Regions from separate parts of the Mus musculus genome. Here regions 1 and 3 are each linked to region 2. Evidence: chromatin contacts called from public ChIA-PET and HiChIP or PLAC-seq data. All regions are on one chromosome and are shown on one strand. Each heading gives the region's core, a stretch centred on a gene start, on an enhancer-like site or on the middle of the called end of the contact. The rest is flanking DNA. Distances are from core to core; before and after follow the strand shown.

The links. ChIA-PET counts read pairs in DNA pulled down with a chosen protein or histone mark. HiChIP or PLAC-seq counts read pairs in DNA pulled down with a chosen protein or histone mark.
Region 1: an H3K27ac HiChIP or PLAC-seq map of embryonic stem cells shows a contact between it and region 2, with 5 read pairs. The contact joins the enhancer-like site here to the promoter of Itpr1 in region 2. A contact is called at or near these places in 1 of 39 promoter capture datasets (neural stem cells), 5 of 115 datasets of contacts at active chromatin or transcription factors (the 230-238 cell line, embryonic stem cells, large pre-B cells and 1 more) and 3 of 9 other capture datasets (embryonic stem cells, liver and macrophages).
Region 3: a contact with region 2 is called in an RNA polymerase II ChIA-PET map of memory CD8 T cells, with 130 read pairs. The contact joins the enhancer-like site here to the promoter of Itpr1 in region 2. A contact is called at or near these places in 2 of 484 Hi-C or Micro-C datasets (embryonic stem cells and uterus) and 3 of 115 datasets of contacts at active chromatin or transcription factors (CD8 T cells, effector CD8 T cells and memory CD8 T cells).

The regions. Positions count from the first base shown.
Region 1 is chr6:108,684,101-108,688,111 of GRCm38.p6, forward strand. No RefSeq gene overlaps it. Among named protein-coding and RNA genes, the nearest start is that of 0610040F04Rik, 25 kb to the left of the region's middle. Within about 2 kb of position 1,856, at least 21 of the 459 cell types and tissues checked have an H3K27ac peak or open chromatin away from gene starts, as enhancers often do. A contact at or near this core is called in embryonic stem cells, where this site is marked.
Region 2 is chr6:108,210,925-108,214,887 of GRCm38.p6, forward strand. Itpr1 (inositol 1,4,5-trisphosphate receptor 1) reads left to right here and starts at 2,172. Exons shown (of 62, transcript NM_010585.5): 1 at 2,172-2,429; 2 at 3,279-3,354. Gm38872 (predicted gene, 38872) reads right to left here and starts at 1,994. Exons shown (of 3, transcript NR_167935.1): 1 at 1,931-1,994; 2 at 1,682-1,849; 3 at 1,332-1,516.
Region 3 is chr6:108,551,863-108,555,601 of GRCm38.p6, forward strand. No RefSeq gene overlaps it. Among named protein-coding and RNA genes, the nearest start is that of Gm44040, 18 kb to the left of the region's middle. Within about 2 kb of position 1,404, at least 38 of the 459 cell types and tissues checked have an H3K27ac peak or open chromatin away from gene starts, as enhancers often do. A contact at or near this core is called in CD8 T cells and memory CD8 T cells, where this site is marked.

The sequences.
Region 1 (4,011 bases), core at 606-3,105, 470 kb after region 2:
TCAAACCCAGAGCAACAAACACACTAGCAATTTCAAATCCTTCCCTGTTAACCACAGTGCCATGTTCAGTCTTACATAGGCATTAGCCACGGGAGCTTAGATGCTTGCTCCTCCTCTGAGTATCCATCAACCTTGCCTGCAGTAAGCACCTAAGAGCAAAGTTTTTCTTCAATGTCGGGGATGCATGAGTGGACAGAAAGCCCTGCCCTCATAGAACTTCCATGATGACGTCAAAGGGATCAAAGCAGCATTAGAGGTGGGGATTAGGCCTGCTGTTTATAGATGAAGCATCCAAGGCAGGCACTCCCAAAAGGCTTCTGAACCTCCACGTTTGTGTATTTGCTTCGTCACTATTGCTATAGAACAGACATTCATTTAAAACTTTCCAGGGGTCAGGTGGAGACCCAGACATACAGCTCTTGCCTCATGATCTATTCATTCTCTATGGATCATTCTCGAATGTCTTCTTGACCTGGAGCTTCGGCTGAGGCCACAGGACAGCTGTACTGACTCACACCCCAGGAAGCTGACACTGTCGTTAGACAAGCCCGAAGCACAAGGGACAAGGCCAAGGGTGTTTGGAACAGCAAAGCCAGTAATAGTGTCTGGGGTCATAGAAGCTCTTTGCCCTCCCAGGAGGGGCCCATGGCCAATAGTGAGCCATCTCTAAGTGTGTTACAAAGAGTGTCAGAGGAGAGGTCAATGTCTCTAGGCCTCAACAAACCCTTGGATGTTTAGCCAGCCAGATGCCTTTACACGTCACCTTCCTCATCTGGAACGCTCCAAGACATGATTGATTTGGATGAAATAATGGTCTTTTGAGCCCCCTTTTACCCCAGTTAACCTCTTAAGTTCTGTATTCTGCTTAATGTCTCTCCATTCCTCATTTCTTGTGACCACTGTGTCTCCTAATAAAGTCATTCTACATAAAGGCACGAGTAACTGATAAACATTTCAAATCTTGTATCGTTCAGAAACTGAAACAAAGTGGAAGGGGATTCTTCTCACTGAAATATTTTCCTTTTTGAGACTGAAATATAGGTTGTTCTAGAACTCACTATACAACCCTGGCTGGCCTTCGACTTGATGACAATCCTCTTGCCTAGCCCCTCAAATGCTGAGATTTGCAGCCATAAGCCATCACCTGTTGCTTCTGCAAATAATGGACAAATACCTAACTGTGTCCTGAACAGGACTGAATTCTATCTATAATCATATACAACAAAGACGTAAAGTGCCGCATCACAATGAAAAGACAAGGAAATTACTTTTTCCCGTTCTCGACTTAAATAAAGTAAGGAGTAAGCCTCAGCAAACGAGTGCTTGCCTGATAAGTGTAAGGGCCTGGGTTTCCTCTCCAGCACTGAGAAAGACAGTGGGAGAGAGAGGAAAAAGGAAGACGGCAATAATGCTCACTGCGTGGAAGAACCTTATATTGCCATATTGACTGGCTAAGTTGCTTCTTAATTGTTTAAGTTATAGTGTGTGTGTGTGTGTGTGTGTGTGTGTGTGTGTGTAGGTAACCTGCAGGCTTCAGTTTTCTCTTCTATCATTTGAGTCCTGGGTGTCAAACTCAGGTCATCAGACTTGGCTGCAAGCACCTTAACCTGCTAAACCATCTTACTGACCCCGAATCATCTTTGTCATGCTAAGGAAGATGAGGTTTTATTTGGGTCCTCAGCCGCACAGTAAATGATAGTAAGGAAGTTTGTTAGCCTTGAATACAAGCTCTCTGAAGACAGGCTTTCTTTTTCGTCCATTTTGTTTGCTGCTATAATGCAGATCGTAGGAGGGGGTTCTGACAAGTCGTAGGGCTGGAATGACTATTGTTTGCATCACAAATGGCAGGAGCCTTCAGGCATCAGGAGCAAGATCTGGTCAGGCATCGCTTCTGGAGGTTTGACTGCTTGATGGAGTCAGCCAGGGCTGGGCGGTTGAAAGTCTCTGCAGTGACAGGCTTAGGGGAGGGAGACCTCCAGTGAGCCACATGCAGGGAGGGGGAAGTTTTCACTCATTGATAACCATCACTGTGAACTCCTCCCCAACACCCCTTCCTTCAAGCCCTGGCCTCCTTACTGGAAGACACAAACTCGCCCCAGTTTTCTACATCCTGAACCTTGAGAGATTTCCTCACCAAACTAGGCTGGTACAGACCCTGGGAGGTTCCGGCAGATTTGGGGTGCTTGCGATGTTTGCATAGGGGAAAGCAGGTGCTGATGTTGTTATGTTCAGTGTGATAACTCTGGCCCATTTATTCCTTAGTACTTGGTAGTGACCGCGAGTATACAGGCAAGCTCAAGGACAAGGCAAAACAGGACAAATTTGAGAACCATGGTGACAGATGCAAATCACACACACACACACACACAAAACCCCACCATGTTGGGAGGCAGGCAGTCTGGTTTAGTCCAGGCTAGCCTTGCTGTGTAGCAAAGCTTGAACTCCTGACCTTTCTACTTTTTCATCTCTAATACAGGCAGGGTTATAGGTGTGTGCCAACGCTTCCAGCTGGAAATAGCATTTTCTAGAAGGCAGTGAGTGCTTGTACAGTTAGGATCCTGACTCTGAGCTAGCCCACTGGACTCCAAATCTCAGCCCTTCTCTTTGGCAGTTCTATGACCCCAGTCAACTCACCTGACCTCTCTCAGATACTATTTCCTCCTCTATAGCAAGCTTCTGCAATCAAGCAACCTAGTGAGTTCCTGGCCCGTAGACTGTGTTCTGGCAGTCTGCGATAGCTCATAGCCATAAGCCTAATACTAAGGAGAATAAAAAAAGATTACTGCAAATTTGAGGCCAGCCTGGGCTACATGGTAAGTGCCAGGGTATCCTGGATTACAGAGTAAGGCTATGTCTCATAAACAGCAAAAGGAAGACCTGCCTGATCCTATTTCACAGGGGAAGGAAGTAAAGACCAGAGAGGTGATTAACTGCCCTGTTCCCTGACCCACTGCTTAGGAGTGACAGCGATCTGAAGCCAGGTCAAGTTGACCTTGCCTCTGTAGTAGTTGGGTGGAGAAAGGTCAAAACCCCAGAAGATGCCTGGGTTTGACGCTGTTCCCTGAGGGCTGATGGTAGGATCCTCTGAGGTTTGCCCCCTGTTGCTCTGTGAAGAATCCACAGGCCCAGGCAGGCTCCTGTCTGGAAGTTAGAGTAGTCTAACTAACTAGTCTGACCTATGACAAATTTTAAGTGGAGGGGGCCACCGCAGGCAGGAATGTAAGGAGTTACACTACCTTAAACTTAGTCCTGTAATGAGAGGGTCAGACACCAGTAGCCATGGTGACCAGAATGTGTCTCCTGTCTCCTCAAATGCCTTCTTCTTGACCCACCTGCCTCCCGTGTTCTTTTCTGCTTACCTCAGACCCACAGGCCTTAGGATATTGTTGTACCTTGAAGTCCGAGCATGAATGTCGCCTCCTACAAAGTCCCTTCCTATCTCGTTTTCAGAAATCCACCATGCTCACACATACCATGTCTCCTCCCTGCGTGTTTCCTGCCCCATCTGTGATTTCCTTACTGATCTGAGTGCCAGGTCACTGTCTAGCTTTGCTAGAATACACCCCTACACCTCAAAGGCATGGACAACACTGAAGGCGTTGTCAATCCTGCTTGGCTTGAACAAGTAGTCGCCACGTGGCAATCATGTGAATATCATGTGGATATGAGCTGATGACTGGATAAGTGTGTCAGTGCATGACGATGGGAAAACGGTGTCTACCTCTTAAGCCTCAGTTCCCTCTTCTTTGAAATGGTGTTAATACCTAATGAAGCAAGATGGAAATAAAGGGGCTGCTATTGAGGACTTACTGTAGGTCCAGCATACACTTGGAGGTGCAGGCAAGGACCAGAAGTTCAAGGTCATTTTCAGCCATGTCAGGAGTTTAAGGCCAGTATACATATTGAGAGAGGGAGAAAGAATGAGAGATTTTCCTAATATAGTATATATAAATGTATATATATATATACACACACACACATATATACATGAATGAAAGCTGGAAGTATAGC
Region 2 (3,963 bases), core at 922-3,421:
TGTAAGGAAGACATGGTCTCTCACTGAAACTTCCGGCTGGGGAGGGAAGACCATGGATAAACTACACAAAGGGCTTGTGTCTACAGTGTGGGGAGGATGAAAATGAGCTGCCGGTGCCTCTCAACTATGGCCAAGGATTCTTTTGCAAATCCACATTAGAATATCATGAAGCAACCCCCACCCGTTTTGTGGGCTGATTTGTTGAAATTGCTTGAAAGTTAGGGTCAAAGGGACTTGGAAAGTGGATCAGGTTGTTTTTATCGGGGAAAGGAAAAAACAACAGATATGAAAGGTGTGGATTCCTCTGTGGTGACAAGTTGGGGTTTTTCCCGAGGACAGACAGGCAGCTTGAAGCATCCCCACTTGCCTCCTAGATTGCCAACGGTGCCTTTTGGATATAACTTAACCTGCATGCCTTTAGCTTTCCATGTGCTATCGCTGAAATGATCTACTTAAATTACTTAGAAACAATGCCTGGGCCACAGGACGCACCCGTGTGATGCCCCTAATGGTTAGGTTGAGCACTAAATATGCAATAATTGTTACCTATTTTGCCCTCTATTGTTCTTAAAGTTTCACGAGAGGAGGCAAGGCTGTTGAATCACGTAATAGGAAAAGAGAACAGGCAAACATTAATGAGTATTGAATCCCTCTCTAGATGGCAAACCTGGGGTAAAGAGTTCAAGGTGATTTGCCTAAGGGCTTAGAGGCTGCTCCTAAAATAGGAGGGGCTCCTTTAAGGAGGTGGTGATGGAGGTCCCAATGGGCAAGTGCTTAGTATAGGTACAGGTTGGAGTTGCAAAGGAGACCAAAGTTAACCTGGCTTGTCCTGTTCTTTGGCCTTATACCTGCTGTATACAAAGAGGTTACAAACCCAGAATCAGTGACACTCAATAGCATGCTGTACAGAAAGCAGGTAGGCTGAGCTCTGTAGAACCATTTGTTTTCATTACAAGGATTACTGTTAACAGGTCTTTAGCGGTAGCAGACAGACCCCCATTTAGGATGTTATGATATATTTTGGCGCGCTCTCATATCCTGGCACAGTGCCTGGCCTGGCACCCAGATGACACCCGGGGAACGTTTGTGGAATGAATACGTGCAGTCTAGTTTGTAGGGTGGGATGGGGAAGGAGACAGTAGGATAACTTTGCCTGTGATGCAAACTCTTCTTCCCAAGACCAAAGTTCTATGCACTTTGCAGCCTGGAGCCTACACTATTTTCTGGTGTGTGGAAATCCATTTCAGCCCAGAGGCTTGGGTTGAAGACTTGCAGCACGCCTCGCCTGGACGCACTCATCTTAGTATAAGCAGTTTTCTCTGAAGCCCTTATTTTTTTGGTTTGCGGTTTATTTACTTTAGCGTTTACAGATTCCAGGAGCATAGGGGTCTTAGAAGCGGGGTCAGGACCGAGGTCGCGGTTTGTATTTCTTTCCTGCTTCGCGATCACAACATCAGCAAGTCACAACATGGTTCCTTTATTTGCTCACTCGTCAGGGTAGCGTTTCTTTTACCTCCTACCGGGCGACGAAAGACAGACCCAGCTCGAATTCAGAAAAGGGCTCTCACACGATTACCCCGCATCCTCAATAGCAGGGACCACCCCATTTCCAGACTTAGTTTTTCATGCAGACACTAGCAGGATCCAATAAAAAACTAGACCAGATTTAATAAAGACAAACTTGTTTCTTTAATCCTTGACCGCAAACACTGGCGTTTTTGTGCCTCGGATTTCTGAAATTCTTGGCTCCAGGACACAGGGCGCGCGGGGGTGGGTAAATAGCTTGTAAAAACTTCCCGAAGCAGTAATCCGAGCTCTTCCTCTCTCTCCGGACCCTAGTGACACCTGACTTTAGGAAGGGAAGATACAAGTCAAAAGAGAAGGGTTCACAGAGGTAGGGGACATACCCAGTGGGTCGGGCTTGCCAAACCTGGGGAGTCCGGTGTTCAGACACAAGTTCGCAACCCGAGCCTTCAGCCTGGGCGCCTCTTCCCCCTCCCACCCCTGGTCAGCGCGCGGGAGTCTATTTAGAACCCAGCCCCGGAGCCCAGGGGATTCTGGGACTTGTAGTCCCTCTGCGCAGCCCCAGGCGCCGGCACGACCTGGGACTCGGACTACATTGCCCAGGGAGCTTCCCGGCCTATATAAGCGGTCGGGCGCTGCTTTAAAGTGCAGTAACCATGTGGATGTTCTGCTGAAGCGTTTCCTCAAGCCTGCCGGGGTGGGAGGAGAGGAGGAGGTGGTGGTGGTGGAGGAGGTGGAGGCAGAGGGTGGAGAGAGAGAAAGCGCACGCCGAGAGGAGGTGTGGGTGTTCCGCTCCCATCCTAACGGAACGAGCTCCCTCTTCGCGGACATGGGATTGCCCAGCGGCTGCTAACCCCTCTCCTGGTCCTGATCCCCCAAACCGGCGTGGCTCCCCGGTCACCAAGGTAGCTGCTGGGGCCGGGCAGAGGGCGCGGGGAGTTGGCACTAGCTCCCGTGCGCAGAAGTTTTTGCCCTGATCACCGGGAGTTCTTGGTGGCTTTGGTGGCTTTGCATGCACTTGGCGTGTATTTTGGGGCTTCTTTCCCTGTGAACAGTTTTGGGGGGAGGTATATATTTTTTTTCAGGCTTAAGTAACCCCAAACGTCCTCGACTCTAGTGACCGGTTTCAACCTCCTTCCCCGTATTGAAATGGCATTCCCCCAAGTTGGAAACGGTTGGAGTGTCTGCAGGAAATAGTTTTTTTTCCCCCTGGGGGGGGGTATTTGAGGGGGTCATATGAGTTCGCTCAAGGAAATAATCTTTCTAAAAATGTAGCTAGCCCTGTTGCGCTGCTCAGCTGGTAGGATAATGCATGCGTGGGGGTCCCCGTGGGTTAAAAAAAAAAAAAAGGAAGAAAACCGGAGGAAGGGGGGGGGGGGCGATGAGGAAAGAAGTGTGGACGGAGCTCGTGCCCAATGAGGACGCGGGTTTCACATACTTGGCCTCCACGCGGGGAAACAAGTGCTTTGGGATCTCAACACGTCCCTTACTTCCATCCACCTTCAATCCCCATCCGGCGTGTTCGAAGTTTCTGCGTGTCTGATCTTTCTGGCCAGCTACTGACGGGAAATAAGCATGCTGGGTTTGCTTTTATTTGGGGGAAAGAGATCCCTCCGACTTAGCTGCTAAATTTGGAGGGGAGTGGGATCTGCAGGAAAAGCGGAGGCTATAAAAGTCAAAACTTGGATTTGAGAATTTCTGATAGACCCTCGCGAGATCCCCTACTCAGTCTTCTTTCTTTGTTAAATATTTAGGAGCTGATTACAAGGGACCAGGATTTGCATCCTTGGCTGGGCGTCCATTGGCTACAGAGTGCCTGACCTGGGTCAGGTGAGTGTGCGAGCCGAGTGCTGTAGTCAAAAATGGGTTTTTGTCCTAAGCATTTTCTAAGTCCTCTTGTAGCTGCCATAGAGGTAAAGTAGGGAAAAGAAAGACACCGTGGTCAAAATTGGTCATGGTCTTGGGTGAGTAAAGGTCTAGTGACAGCCACTTTTGAAGGTCGCTCAGAAGTGAAGCATGGCGGGGTGAGGGGGGTGGGGTGGGGAAGATGTCGGTAAGCGACCACAACGTGCAGTTAAAGGGACTGTAAAGTGGGTGGTCCCTTACCAGCCTGAGAGGAGCCCTCATTAGTTTAATTCCCAAAGATGCAGAACTTTTCATCTGCCAAGATCCCTAAGCAAGAGTGAGATACCCCTCCCTTTCACAAACTGTCACTTTGTTCTGTTCGGTTGTGGGCATGCCTGTACCCAGAATGGGCTGGGCTGCAAGAAATGAAAGTGACAAATTGAAAGAATGAGAACTTAAAAACGGGAAGGAAGAGCTTAAAGAATACTACAGTCGCTTCCAGGGTTTCACTGGAGCCACCTGAATGTCAAGGAACCCAGCGGGCTTCTCTTGCTTTGGGACCTGTTCCTGGATGAGGAGCTGAGGGCAGGCAGC
Region 3 (3,739 bases), core at 154-2,653, 340 kb after region 2:
CTGCTCTTTGCCCTGGGCTTCGTCTTTGATCTCTCAAGCTCTCCAGCACGGCATGGCTGGCAGTGTACGTTGTGTCTCCCCACGTCCTAGCTGGTTCACTGGAAACTTCTGCATTGACATGTTTAGGTGGCAGCTTTTACAGGTTTGTCGTGTCTCATTTGAATCCTGTCACCAAAGATATAAATCTTCATTCAGTTTGCCAGCTTCAGCAGAAAATAATTGAAACTGGAATGTCACTCCGCCTTACTCGCTGCAGGTCCTACCTTGGGAATGTGGGCGTCAACACCAAAGCTGGTACAGTGTAGCTAAAACAGAATCTGCAGGTAACTCTCTCAGGGCCTCTGAGAGGGCCTTGATTCCACTGCCTCCTCCACACACCACCTTTTCCTACACCTCTGTTTCAAGGGTTGAGATCCAGGTCACCTTCAAAATTACCCTCCACCATCCCCCATGAGGAAGTAGCATTTCCAGGCTAAGCATTAGGTATGACAATGCAGTGTCCATGTGCAAGAAGAAAGCCTTTGTGGCTTTAGTTGCTTAAATGTTTGCCACCATAGCAGATCAAGTTTTGTTTGGGGGTTTGGTTTGTTGGTGGATTGGTGGATGGGATTTGTTGGTGGGTTGGTTTTTGGTGGGTTGGTTTTTGGTAGGTTGGTGGGTTTGGTTTGTTGGTGGGTTGGTTTTTGGTTGGTGGGTTGGAGGGTTGGTTTTTTTGTCCTCCTTAAAGGACTACATGCTCAGTCCACCAAACCAAAGAACAGTAATGAGCCTTAAAAGATGAGCCCTGGAGCCTTCAACAGGGAGAGTAACTTCCTGAGTGCTGGCTCCAACATAAACAGACACCTCCTGACTTCTGCAAGACAGAGCTAGCTCTTCCCAAGTCAGGTGCTGCCTGCCTTTCAGCACAGGGCTAGCCTACTTTAGTAGTCATCTCCTTCTCACTCTGTCCCTGCATAGGAAATTCTACCCACCGATCAGTCATTCTTTTTCAAACCTCTTTCATAAGAGACTCTATAAGCTAGAAAGCACTAAGTGTGAATACTGTATCAAGACTGAAAACCCTGTGGCAGAGATAAGCAACAGGTACACTCCTAACAGATCTGCCTTCCACACCGAGAGATCTTGTACAATACCTTTTACTTAGCCACATCTTTCAAAAGGTGAGCCAATCTCAACTCAATCAAGGGAGCTCCCTTCCAATGACTGTACTCATTGCTGTCCCAGAAGTCAAGTGTTTAGCCAAATCCACTTAACTCTAGTTCACTGATCACTTGTTAACAATCAACTGGGATGTTGGAAAACCCCCATAAAGATTTCGATTTTACAGAAAGTACCCAAAATTCCACTGATTTTGCATCACAAAGTGGTGGTTAAAGTACTGTTTTGAGTAAAACGCACTGTGTGTGGTTTTTGTGGGTGGCTTTAGCTAAGAATGACTATCAGACCTCAATTACCTGACAGGAGAGAGCTATGACGGCAATTATAATTAAGACAATTAGGATCATAACAAATACCTTTCCACCCTTAGCAATAGAAGTCAAGTATAGCATCCCAACACCAATTCAGAAACAACCAGCTCAACACACCAAACCTACCAACATGGACAATTTAGAAAACAACAGTGGATTGTATATGTCACAGCTCACACTATAGGATGGACTGCCTTAATGCTGGACTTCTGAATTCTTTTACGAGTCTCTACATTACTGGAGGTATGACTTGAGGAAAAAATAGCAAGCAGGCAACCTAAAATCCTTTTAAGGTCGTGACAAGCCAGTGTGGAAGAGAATCCTAACACCTAGAAGTGAAACTGCATCATCTACCCAGCCTGGAAAGAAAAAAGAAAGCTAAAAACCACCAGAGAGCAAGAAGGCAGAGTTTGAGAAAACCCCTAAGGTGAATTCTGAACAACAACAAAAAGAGTCCCACAACATGAGTGCGTGTTGTGTGCAGGAACCACTGGTGGAAAGAATTCGCCAGCACTTTTGTGATCACCTCAGAGAGAGAGAGAGAGAGAGAGAGAGAGAGAGAGAGAGAGAGAGAGAGAGAGAGAGAGAGAGAGAGAGAGAGAGAGAGAGAGAGAGAGAGGCCGGGCCCATTTCAATGGAACAATACAATACAGTACACACAAGTGCACAATCCAGGAATGTAAGGTCCTCACTGCTGAATAGCTTGAAGGCACTTCATGCCTTTTTAACATATATGTCACTTACAGGATCTCAGAAGTCTCTCCAGAAGCCTTCTGTGGAAGCTGTCTGGAAGATTTGGTGTTGTCACTGGGTAAGATACCTGGGACACACAAGGCTGGTAGTGGTTCTCAACCTTCCTGGTGCTTCCACCCATTAATACCATTCCCCATGGTGTGGTGACCCCAACCATAAATTTACTTTCATTGCTACTTCATAACTGTAATTTTGTTGCTGTTGTGAATCATAAGGTCTCAGGTGACCCCTGAGAAAAGGTTGTTCAACCCCCCAAAGAGGTCATAACCCACAGGTTGAGAACCATTGGTTCAGAGGCTAAAGGATTGTCTGGCCTCCACAGGCCACAGGGTAGAATAAAAAGACAGGGCCCTTGACAATGAGAATCTTTGTGCTAGCTCAACCACCTACATGTTTTGACTCTGAGAGAGTTAGTCATTTCAATTTTTAATTCTCCCCATTCTAAGAGTAGAGCGCTCTTTCCACTTCCTCCCACAGGTGGTAATGAGCGCAGAGATGCTATGCGGACACCAGGGGCCTGCTTGGTATGCTCCATCCATATTGCCCATTCCTTGTGCCTGACATTTTCTTCTCACACCTACCCACAATCTCAGCTAACTATTGCACAACCAAGCTACTTTCTGTTCCTACTAAATCGCTCTGCTGTTGTTGCTGTGGATCTTAAATCTTTATGTCTTCACATGACATGTTTGGGTCACATCCAGTCATTTTTATTTTAACTATGTTGTAACTATCAGTTTGAACTGAATAATTCATTAAAAAAAAAAAAAAAACTTAGTCACACAGTTCCCAACTTCCGGATAATCGCTCTTATATTTGTGATCACTGGTGAATTTAAAATCTGAGGTGTTTTTTTTTTAAATATCTGAAGCTATTTAACGTCTGGGATCATGGATTTCCTTAGCTTATGAACCTCCCAACCCTGCTAATGAAACAGTTCCTCTTGCATCTGACTCATCCACAGTTTCACTGTCTTTCACTTAACATTTAAATGTAAAGTCTGTGCCATATTGCATGTAACTGTGGAGACCCAGAACTTCCCTTAACAGTTTCAAGGAGCCTAAGAAATTTGCTTACACTCCCTCAGTGAACCTTCCCACTCTAGACCCTAAATCCGATTCCTATTCTGTTTCCTGTCCCATCTCCCTCTTACTCCACCCGTGATGTGGCTATGGTGCTCCTTCCTTCAGTGTCAGTGACACAGGGCAGTGTGAAAAATGGCACCATACTAGGGGAAGAGAACAACGAACAGGAAACCTGTGACAACAGAATGAGAGTTCCCTCCCTTCCTTCCTGGCCACTCAAATAACGAGTTCTCAGCCATTTATATTTGCCCACCATCTTGTTCGACAACAGCAAAACAAAGAAAACCCCCACCTTTCAGCTTCTTCAAAGAAGACATCCACGTGGAAAAGATGACCTGGATTTAACTGAGCGGAACTCTGAGCCTGATAGTCAAAGGCAACCACCCGCCTTCATCAACCATAGACAGTGAGCTAGGCACACCCCAGCTCAGA